Linked DNA regions of Columba livia: region 2 is linked to region 1. The links are chromatin contacts, called in public Hi-C maps. All regions are on one chromosome and are shown on one strand. Each heading gives the region's core, a stretch centred on a gene start, on an enhancer-like site or on the middle of the called end of the contact. The rest is flanking DNA. Distances are from core to core; before and after follow the strand shown.

Region 1 (5,404 bases), core at 161-2,660:
AATATTCATGCACGCAGGGTAGTATGAATGTAAAAATGTAGTTCTCCTGACACTACGGCAGAATCACCAAAAATAGAAGAGACTGACAATTTCTTCAGCCAGTTTGGTATTAGCAGACCGTCCAGAAGGCCTAAAAGGGATCCAATGCTAGTTTTCTTTTCTGCTCTCTTAAGGCATTAATATAATATAACACGGTATTTAAACCAGACCTGGAACACATCCAATTATAGCTCTGGTTACAGGACATACACTCATTAGAACGTACAAGGCAGGTAAGCAACACTATCATCTGTCTTCAGCAACAGCTTTGTATCCCTATACAGAAGTGTTCTTGCTTCTTGGGCTGTTGAAACATAAAATTCAGAGTACAAGTAAAGCAGGCCGTACTCCGCAGAGCCTGACTTACCGTTCTCGTTGTGTCTGTCCTGAACCAGATGCTGATAGACTGAATCCGGGACTTCAGACTGGCGATAGTACCATTTGACGTTCATCAGGAGGTGGTCCCGTTTGCTCTGAAAAAGAAGGTCTAAAGGCATTACTAAAAAGGAAATCGGACCACATCTGACACATTGTACGGTATACAATTTGTCTGCACGCTGAAGGAAACCTGCAGCAAAACCCGAAAGGGAGGAAGACACTTGTATGGCAAAGAAACGAGGGCAATGTGCTAATGGCTGACTTTCAAATTAGACAAAAGCAACGAGAACCTGCATCAACATGCAGTTGTACCTCTGGGTATCTGAACAGAAAATACAAGTCACTTAAAACTACACCCAAGAAGAGACAGGGATTAGAAGAAGCCTGCAATCCTTGGCCTCACGCAGCCCCGTCTTAGTCTGCCAGTTTCTACAAAACAGTATTTATGGCCAAACACAGAAGAGAATACCAATGGCAACATAATTCAATGCAACCATTCTGAAAGAAAACAGATTTCCCCCCCGCCCCGCAAGGATGGATGGATTCATATATAATCATAGATGTTCTTTATGAGACTCCTCTACACAAAAGCACAGGATGCTGCACTTCAATCCAATAATTACCGGCTCTGACTGCTCACGTACCTCACAGAGCCAACAGCACAATTTACACTGAAGTACCTTCCTCAAGCGCTCCTTTTGCACTGGAGAACCAACTACCACTTTGTTCCTTCTCGGAAGGAAACGAGCATAAACACCACTTGAAAAGAGAATTCCCAGATCAAGTTATTACAGACTGTCTGCTTCAGTTTATCTTTGAAAGCCTGGGTAGTCGATTCCTCCAAATCCTGCTTCAAAACACTTGAAGCAACAGAGGAAAGCCTGAAGGGAAACCAACATTCTTTCGGAATGAGGCAACTGCAAGTGCCCTTTGTTTTTCCCGGCCTACACTTCTCTAGACCCTCCTATGACTGCCCGTGAAACATTTACATTTCAAAGTTAAATCGTAGGTTACTGGACCAGAAAATGTTATTGTCTCTTGGGTTCACATCAGCTCTGTTGTTACAGCAATTTCCACCCTTTCTGCTTAATAAACGCCAAAATATTTCCATTAAATTCTTGAAGCCTTTGATGGAAAACACATGTAATACCACAAAAAAGCTGCTAGTGGCAGCATTGTGCCAGAAAAAAGGTTGTGAACAGCACATGTCCTCAGTGTGAAACACCCCAAAAAACAGCCGGGAGCATCCCAAGAATACATGTGAAACCTACTTTTTAATAATACATTTGCAAAGACAACGAGCTTGTCTAACGCATGAAAATAAGAAAGGACAGCGACTAAGAGGCAACACCGATTTCTGCTTTTTCATCGCAAACACCCCAGTTTCCTAAAGCACTTACGACGTTTTACAGTATTTCAATCACCTCATCACACAAAAATCACGTACTTTAGGAAAGCAGAACATCTACACACAGCCTGGAGCTTCTTGCTGGTTCGAGCACATCAATTTGACCCGAAAATACTCATTGCCCATTTTGAAACCTTGCTCTCAGGCTCCCGGGACGTCCAGGTTGTTCCCTTTGCTGTGTTTTATTCCAGAGGTTCCCTGCGCATGTGGAAGAACAACGACATTTCCTGCCCTGAATCAAGTTCGCAATAGGAACACAGGGGGCACGGGACTGGATCACGGGGGCACGGGACCGGATCACGGGGGGCACGGGACCGGATCACGGGGGAGTTTCCAGGGCAATGACGAATTGGAGAAGAAATGACGGGGGTTTTCATAACAAAGCAAAGTGGCTTTTCTTTCATTATACTTCAGAAATAAAAATAACATATTGTTAAAAACTACAGAGGAAAAAGGTGAAGTTAGAATTAGAGCTCAAACCGATGATAAAAACAATCAATCCCAACGGTGTGTGCATAAGCATAGATTTGAAGCCATGGCGTACACTAACGTCCTATGCTTTTAACTTCTAAAACCTACATTTTATGAAAATGAATTCTAAATGACAGGAAAAGCCAAACACGGCCAACATACATATCTTTGATCTCCTTCCTAAACACCCCCTTCTACCATGATTGCTGCTTTTTGTCCAATTAATTTAAAAGCTTCATCTTGAAAAGGCACATTCCATATCTGCTCTCCAACACGCGCAACCCTGTTGGGTTTAACCTGAAGTCTCCACCTCCCTAAAAATATCAAGCGTCTGTCACATTTATATCCTGCACCACACAAGAAAATTCCTAGACATGCTATTTTGTCAGCCAACTTTTAACTCTGTGTGTCATTCCCATTGCAGAACGTACCCACAGGCGCCATGGGTTTAGAACCACGTGCACACAGAAGTGTCCCCTAGTTCAGAAAACATTACTTTAGTATTATTTTGCACCGTTCCGTATGAAAGCTGCAGACGGCCACGTGCCAAATCCAGACTTGCACAAATCACAGGAATTGCAAGTGCTTTAAAGTGTCTTTGTCAGCTCAAAAATATTCCCTGTGCTGCAAAACTCCAATTCTTCCCTTAAATGACAATACTGCCTATTGCTGCGATGCTCGCCAAGTAATCATTTGGGCTTCTGCTGTTGCTGCTGTTTGGGTTTTTGTTCCTTTTTCCATGAATCTGCTTTGGACATTCAATGAGAATTAGATAAAATCCATAAATGGATTAAAGCATCCCGGTTCGCAAACATCTGCTCAACCGCTACTTAAAAATGAGCTTCGCCATTAAAAGGGGAAAAAATAACCCCACAGGTTCTCTTTACAAGTATGAACATAGTGAATTCCACAGCATTTGGGACAACTGCAAGGTGCCAATTTGATTTTTCAACACACTCAAACAGTTACCGCACGTTACAATTCACATCTTAAGAGATGCCACATTCTCTTCCCAGGGCTCTGACCAACCAAACGGTGCAAACGATCACAGATGTCCTGCAGATTCTCCCCGAGGGATTTAAGCCATATCCTTCATGACTTGCCCTATTTAGATACCACGTGAAATCACAACGAGCTTTGGAAACAATCTACCAAATGCTGGAGATGACAGATGGGCACGCAGACTCGGTGAATAGGAGCTATTGCAAAGAAACAGCAAAAGACAACAAGGAAAAGAACACCTTTCCTTTATTTCAACAAGGACATTTTTCTATTTAAAAAATAAATCATGTGATTAAGCCTAAGCTACCAAATTCTTGTGTTATTTTAATAACACGTTAGATATTTAAGTCACCGTGCCATTTAAAATCAACACCTTGTGCGCTGCAGCACGGAAGCTCTGGCTCTACAAAGCTGCTTGTCAAGTGGACGTTATTTTTAACGCTACAAATTCACCCACCCCTTGCGCTCGTTCTTCGCCACCCAAAAATGATGATCTTGCTCCACACCCCCCGTTCTGTTATAATTCCGCTCCGGGCTCCACCACCAGCCATAGGGTTGATTGTCCCACTCGTTGTGCCCTTCCCCGTCGCCACTTACTCCAACCACACCAAGAGACACACACATGAACCCATCTGCAAGTCAGGAGCTCAACAGATACAACAAGCGTCATTTTTCTCCCTACTCTGCAACAGCACATGTAATTTCAAGTTCTCAGGATATCTTCTTTGTAGGCTGCTTTCTAATTAAATAAGAAACCTGACCAGCTGTTCGCAAGCCAAGAAAACCGAGCCTGGAAATACAGAGGTTATTATTACAAATGAACGTTATTTTTGTAGCTTGATTATTTAATTCAGCTGCGTGTATGTTAACATATAATTACTTCTTGCCAACACAGTAGCATTGTCAAGAGCGGGAGCCATCAGCGTTCAGTAAGAAAATAAGACGAGTGAAGATGGCAACGTGCAGTTCAATCCTCAAACACGACACCCCGGGAATGCCGGGAGCCCTTTGGGTTCCTGTCCTCTTCACCCCAACCAACACAAAACCCACAGCCTTTCAACTCGTTAGCGTTATCTAACGACTCTTCCATCGACAAGAGCTTTTCTCCCAGAACCGCGTCTCCTGGCTCGTCTCGGCACACAGGGCAGCCCACAAAGGCCGCAGGGTTGAGGGAGCGCAATAACGGCAGCAGGAAATGAGAAGGTTTGGTTAAGCTGTGGATAATCGATCGGTGTATTCAGCCAAGTGTGAGCTGAGCTGGGAATAAGCTGCCTGCGGTATCAAATATTGCTGTTGCCAAGGTAAAGTCTGTGTAGGAGAACACATAATTTATTGACAAAACAACACAGAATTTTTTTACGCCTTGCTCTTGACATTTTGCGACTGTTTGCAACAAGAATTTCTCTTGTGTCCCTTTTATTCACAAGTTTAACAAATGAAACTCCTTTTGGAATTCATGAAGTCACCTCAGTGTGCTGGAAATTCATTCAGTCCTATGTACAAATAACTCAAGAGATGTAAAACAGCATCACATTCACCCTGCCCTGAGTGCAGCATCTCCCGTGTGAGGAAAGGCTGAGGGAGCTGGGGCTCTGGAGCTGGACAAGAGGAGACTGAGGGGGGACTCATTCATGTTTACAGATATCTAAAGGGTGAGTGTCAGGAGGATGGAGCCAGGCTCTTCTCGGTGACAACCAATGATAGGACAAGGGGTAATGGGTGCAAACTGGAACACAAGAGGTTCCACTTAAATCTGAGAAGAAGCTTGTTCCCAGTGAGGGTGGCAGAGCCTGGCCCAGGCTGCCCAGGGGGTTGTGGAGTCTCCTTCTGTGCAGACATTCCAACCCGCCTGGACACCTTCCTGTGTAACCTCATCTGGGTGTTCCTGCTCCATGGGGGGATTGCACTGGATGAGCTTTCCAGGGCCCTTCCAACCCCTGACATTCTGGGATTCTGTGAGGATAAACAGCTTATTTGTAGACAGCTACTTAAATCTCAGCCCACATATATACCACACCTATGAAAGTATGAAACAATCCGCCTACACCTTTAAGCTATTGCAAAATATGGCCAAAATTAAGTCTTAAATCATGACTCATCTGCAGG
Region 2 (5,122 bases), core at 1,066-3,565, 55 kb after region 1:
GAACTGAAAGGAAGCAGCAGATTTTTGATCGCTCATATCAACTCATTAACAGTCAAAAAGGCCTTTCCAAGTCGTTTCATAACACTTCTCTTGCTGTAGATGAAGAGGTGAAAATAGCTAAGCATGGTTAACCCTGGCTTATCAAACACTCACCAAATAATAGATCCTGCTGTATATTTTAACATAAATCAGTTCTGTGCTACTTGTCAAAACAACCCACGTTTTCCTATCAGAATTTAACATAAAAATCACGCTGAGGGCTTAAAAAATCCCATTCATGCGACTGTATTCTGACTTTGGACTTCCCTCAAAATTCTCAAGTAAAAATACACTAGTCTCAACTACGTTCACCTTGGTTCTATATGTAATGCAGCTACTACAGAGACACACAAATTAAGTTGGTATTTATAGGAAGGCTAACCTGGCCCCATACTGGTTTTGTCTGACGCTGTTCCTTCAATGGCTTATCGGGAGGAGAATTAATGTAAAAGGTATTCCAGGTCTCCTATTTAGTTGTCTCGTGGCATAGAAAAACATAGAAATGCACAGAAAAGATGAAAATATATAGTCCCCAACAGAATTGGGCAACCAAACAATGTGAAGGCAACAAACTAATAAGGATATGTGAGAGTAATCTATGTAATTTCTCCAAAGTACTTGCAGAAAATTGTAACCCAGAGTATAATTCCCTCCTGTTGTACATTGTGCTCCAGATATTCCACCTTTGATGAAATCAGCTGCACACTAAGGCCTGAAACAAGCACACAAAGGGACAACTCCAGAAAACAAACATGCGAGAAAATATTGACATGTCCTACGTTACATCTACACCAAAAGCAAACATTCCTGGGTAACAGGAACACAGTTTCGGGCTACGTGAAGCAAGTTTCCAGTGTAACGCTAAACAAACAGCTTTAAAGCCTCTGCAGAGAAACATCAGAAACCTCTTTGAGCACAAAGGGTTCAAGAGGAATGGGTGACGGTTTTAATGCGGGGACACGGTGAAGCCGCAGAATGCCACCTAGTGTCAGTGTCCTCCGGGAAAGGCGACAGACCCGCCGAAACACTGCAAATAAACCACAAAGACCAGGTAGAGACTTGACTTTGCAATCGCCAATTAGAAGTTGGCATTTTTCCCCTCAAGTGCTGACAACAGCCCAACTGAAAGCATTAAGGAAAAACAAAATACAGCACATAATGCTCACATTTCAGCAACATCACAGAAGTTCTTTAATACATTTGATTCCCACTCCAGCTCATTATTTGATTCATTACTCACGATGTGAACTAAAAAACAACAAAAGCAGTGCGCAAAGTGCTCAAAAATCCCAAGGAGTACAGGCAGATCTTCCAACCTGCAACACACAGAACCTCGTTTGGCTCGTTGGTTTCAGAGCTTGGGTGGGGGTGTTTGGTTTGTTTGTGGGTTTGGCTTTTTTAAATAACCTTTAAAATGGTTCTCTGTTGATTAATCCATTTTCACCCTTCACTGAGTTTGATTCTTATTAGTTCAGACTGCAGAGAAGAGATTGATTTTTACTATAGTCAGGATCAACAGAAGTAACAGCTTTTCCAATTAAACAACTGCTCACCACGTTAAGTAGAAAAATATGTCCACAGCAATAATGTGCAAGTGTCCAAAGCGCTCTTCAACGCCAAGAAAAGCGAACAGACGCGCTTGTAATAACTTTAACCTTTACCTTGAGAAAGGAGGAAAACTCGGGGTAATGCAGACAGTTCAGCTCCTGTTAACTCCGCTGATAAGAAGCTGTAACACTGAGAAAGGCTCGAAATTACAGATAACTCATCTTCCAGCTCGGAATTACCGTCATTATACCACACAAATCACCACATTGAGCTTCAGCCTGTTAAAATAAAAATCACAACCAGAAATGGTCTAGCGGGCGGCTGCTGCTTCTCCCCTTCAATGAAGCTTTTATACCAAACAAATCTATACACTTCTTGCATTACAGCCATTCAGAGCTGCACTGTAAATCATAGCGTTTATTCCACAGCTTGCAGCTATTCCCACATTTAATAACTGACATGCGAGACAAGTTTTAATCGCCATCAGGCTGAAACAATTACTATCCTTGTATTCACTCAAGTCAAATGTAAAAATTATGAGTTTTGTATTACCTGATTGTATATTGAGGGGGAAAAGTTATTCCTTCCCTGAGGAAGAAGGCAAAGCATATTCAGTATAAAAGATGGGAGCCCGAACAGTCACACTCGCACACCCCAAGCACTTAAGAGAAGAACTGAAAGGAATCTGATACGGAAATCTACCGCCCGATGCTGCAGCTCAACACCAAACAGTGAAGAACTGTTCACAATTCGAAGGTTTACAGTCTCTAACCAGAAAGGACCATGAAAAATCACAGCAGGTCAAGACACTGCTGCTTTCTCTTTGAGTATATTGAGGCAAAAACGCAATATATTACCTCTTGTCCAAGAAAGGAGGAAAATGCCATCACTTTATCCTTTTATTTATGCTCTCTAAAGGCCTGAAAAGATACTTCAAACATCCAAATTATTTAAGCCAGCATGAAAACGACAGGTAGGACGTTCGAGCTCACGGTGTGAGAGAACCCCCCCCAGAGCTAAATAATTAAGACGCATCTTCCAGATTAACTCTCCGGGCCAAACCAATATTCATGCTTCCAATATACCAAGAGGCTGTGTGGTCGGTGGGAAAGCCAGAAGGAACACAGAGCGACTTTTATTGCTTTTCTTCAGCGAAACGTCATCTTGTGCTGTTGAAACAGGGGAGGAGAAAGCAGTGCTGGCGCCGAGTGCCCTCTGGAGTCGGCTCCTCGGTAGCGACAGCGAACACCAATTACTCCATCACTTAAAGAATTCACGCCACTACCCACGGGATCCTAAAAACAGGTTGTATTGTACACACAAGCTGATAGCAGACCCATTACATATCACTGAAAACAACAGCATTTCTCAGATATGGGGGATAAATGCATTCTTTTCTAAATTTACATACAGCATGTGTGTATGTGTGTAAGATTGGTGTGATTTAAGGAAAGTCATGTTGCACTCCGAGCTGTACAGTTCTGAATTTCTCTCTTTATCAAGTCTTCCAACTTGTTGCTTAAAGCAGGAACACACAAAAACCACACAAAAAACAGTCTGCGGGATTCAATGTCTTTTGGGTTAATCGTCCAAATTAATCAGACTCAAAACGATGACCGAGAATAGCGAACAAGTTGCACAAGGCAGCCAAAGCTCCCGAGCAAGAGGAAGGGGTTTCCCTCACCCCACCTTCATCCTCCAGTCCCAGCGCCACGTTTCCTATCACAGAAAAAGAATTCAACACAGAAGGTCATGCTCTTGAGCTTCACTCACGTCTCACACTGGAGAACTATCTTTTGGTCCGGAAAACCTATGATTATCCGTCTAATCTTTCTTGAAGACGATATTCATCCTTCATGTACAGGGATTCACAAGGACCTCCCGAGGACCCTGCTGCTGGGCACAGGCTGCCACTGTAAAAACTCTAAAGGAAGTTTGGAAGATAACCCAGAATCCTTACGGAACAGAATCTTCAGCAATAACCTGATGGAAATAAGTGCCAAACTATCTAAACACTGCTGGATCAATAGTATCATTTGCAAGACTGGGTTTTGAGCCCAAAAGCTGTCAAATCGCAGCGTTTAAGGTCTAAATCAGAGTCGTGTACAGCTGCCATGTCTACTAGGCTGCCTGCTCACAGCTTTGCACTCTGACACATACAAAGTTTGCAGTTTTATAACAGTTGTCAGTGCAAGAAGCAATTTGGAGTTTTAAAAATGTGACTTTGTATATGTTTATTTACCTTTGACCACGAAAACAAAAAAAAAATTGAGAATAGTGGGTAAAAGTAGCATCTATTTAAATACCAATGTAGAGCCTTTGACAGTTACACATTTTACTCCATCTCAATCCACATTTCTTTCACCAAAGGATCAATAGTCTGGCCGCTGTTTTAGCACAACCTATTCTATCTGTAGAAGCACGACTGTTCCCATCCTGAAAACAAACAAACTGTTGTGCATATAAAAACACATGACCTGCAATTCAACCGATAGATAAGTAATCTCCATAGCCTTCCTGTCTTTTGCTAAAGAGCATTTCCTCAGACCCCATTTCCCTTTCACTCGCCCAAAATAGCAAGATTAAGGTAAGCCATTTACAGCTAGCTAAACTAAAACTTCTCACGTGTTATTTTTAAACTAGCTACCCTGAATTTTAAAACACATTCAGAAATTATGCCATGGATGCCACACCAGAAGGCTGTGCTGCCACCCAGAGACCTGGACAGGCTGGAGAGCTGGGCAGGGAAAGACTTAATGAAATATAACAAGGGCAAGTGTAGAGTCTTGCATCTGGGCAGGAACAACCCCAGGTTCCAGGATAAGTTGGGGAATGACCTATTAGAGAGCAGTGTAGGGGAAAGGGACCTGGGGGTCCTGGGGACAGCAGGGTGACCATGAGCCAGCACTGGGCCCTTGTGGCCAGGAAGCCAATGGTACCTGGGGTGGGTTAGAAGGGGGTGGTCAGTAGGTCAGAGAGGTTCTCCTGCCCCTCTGCTCTGCCCTGGGGAGACCACACCTGGAATCTTGTGTCCAGCTGTGGCCCCTCAGTTCCAGCAGGACAGGGAACTGCTGGAGAGAGTCCAGCGCAGCCACCAAGATGCTGAAGGGAGTGGAGCATCTCCCGTGTGAGGAAAGGCTGAGGGAGCTGGGGCTCTGGAGCTGGACAAGAGGACACTGAGGGGGGACTCATTAATGCTTACAGATATCTAAAGGCTGAGTGTCAGGAGGATGGAGCCAGGCTCTTCTCGGTGACAGCCAGTGATAGGACAAGGGGTAATGGCTTCAAACTGGAACACAAAAGGTTCCACTTAAACATGAGAAGAAACTTCTTCCCAGTGAGGGTGGCAGAGCCTGGCCCAGGCTGCCCAGGGGGTTGTGGAGTCTCCTTCTGTGCAGACATTCCAACCCGCCTGGACACCTTCCTGTGTAACCTCATCTGGGTGTTCCTGCTCCATGGGGGGATTGCACTGGATGAGCTTTCCAGGGCCCTTCCAACCCCTGACATTCTGGGATTCTGTGATTTCAGCAGCAAC

Evidence for each region. Hi-C and Micro-C count contacts between places; a contact is called where the count stands out from the background.
Region 2: a Hi-C map of liver shows a contact between it and region 1, with 6 times the contacts expected there. The contact joins two enhancer-like sites. A contact is called at or near these places in 2 of 2 Hi-C or Micro-C datasets (crop and liver).

What each region holds. Positions count from the first base shown.
Region 1 is chr21:2,937,966-2,943,369 of bColLiv1.pat.W.v2, forward strand. RERE (arginine-glutamic acid dipeptide repeats) reads right to left here. Exons shown (of 22, transcript XM_065037951.1): 4 at 407-512. Among named protein-coding and RNA genes, the nearest start is that of RERE, 79 kb to the right of the region's middle. Within about 2 kb of position 1,411, at least 1 of the 3 cell types and tissues checked has an H3K27ac peak away from gene starts, as active enhancers do.
Region 2 is chr21:2,992,441-2,997,562 of bColLiv1.pat.W.v2, forward strand. All of the region lies in intron 1 of RERE (arginine-glutamic acid dipeptide repeats), which reads right to left. Among named protein-coding and RNA genes, the nearest start is that of RERE, 24 kb to the right of the region's middle. Within about 2 kb of position 2,316, at least 1 of the 3 cell types and tissues checked has an H3K27ac peak away from gene starts, as active enhancers do.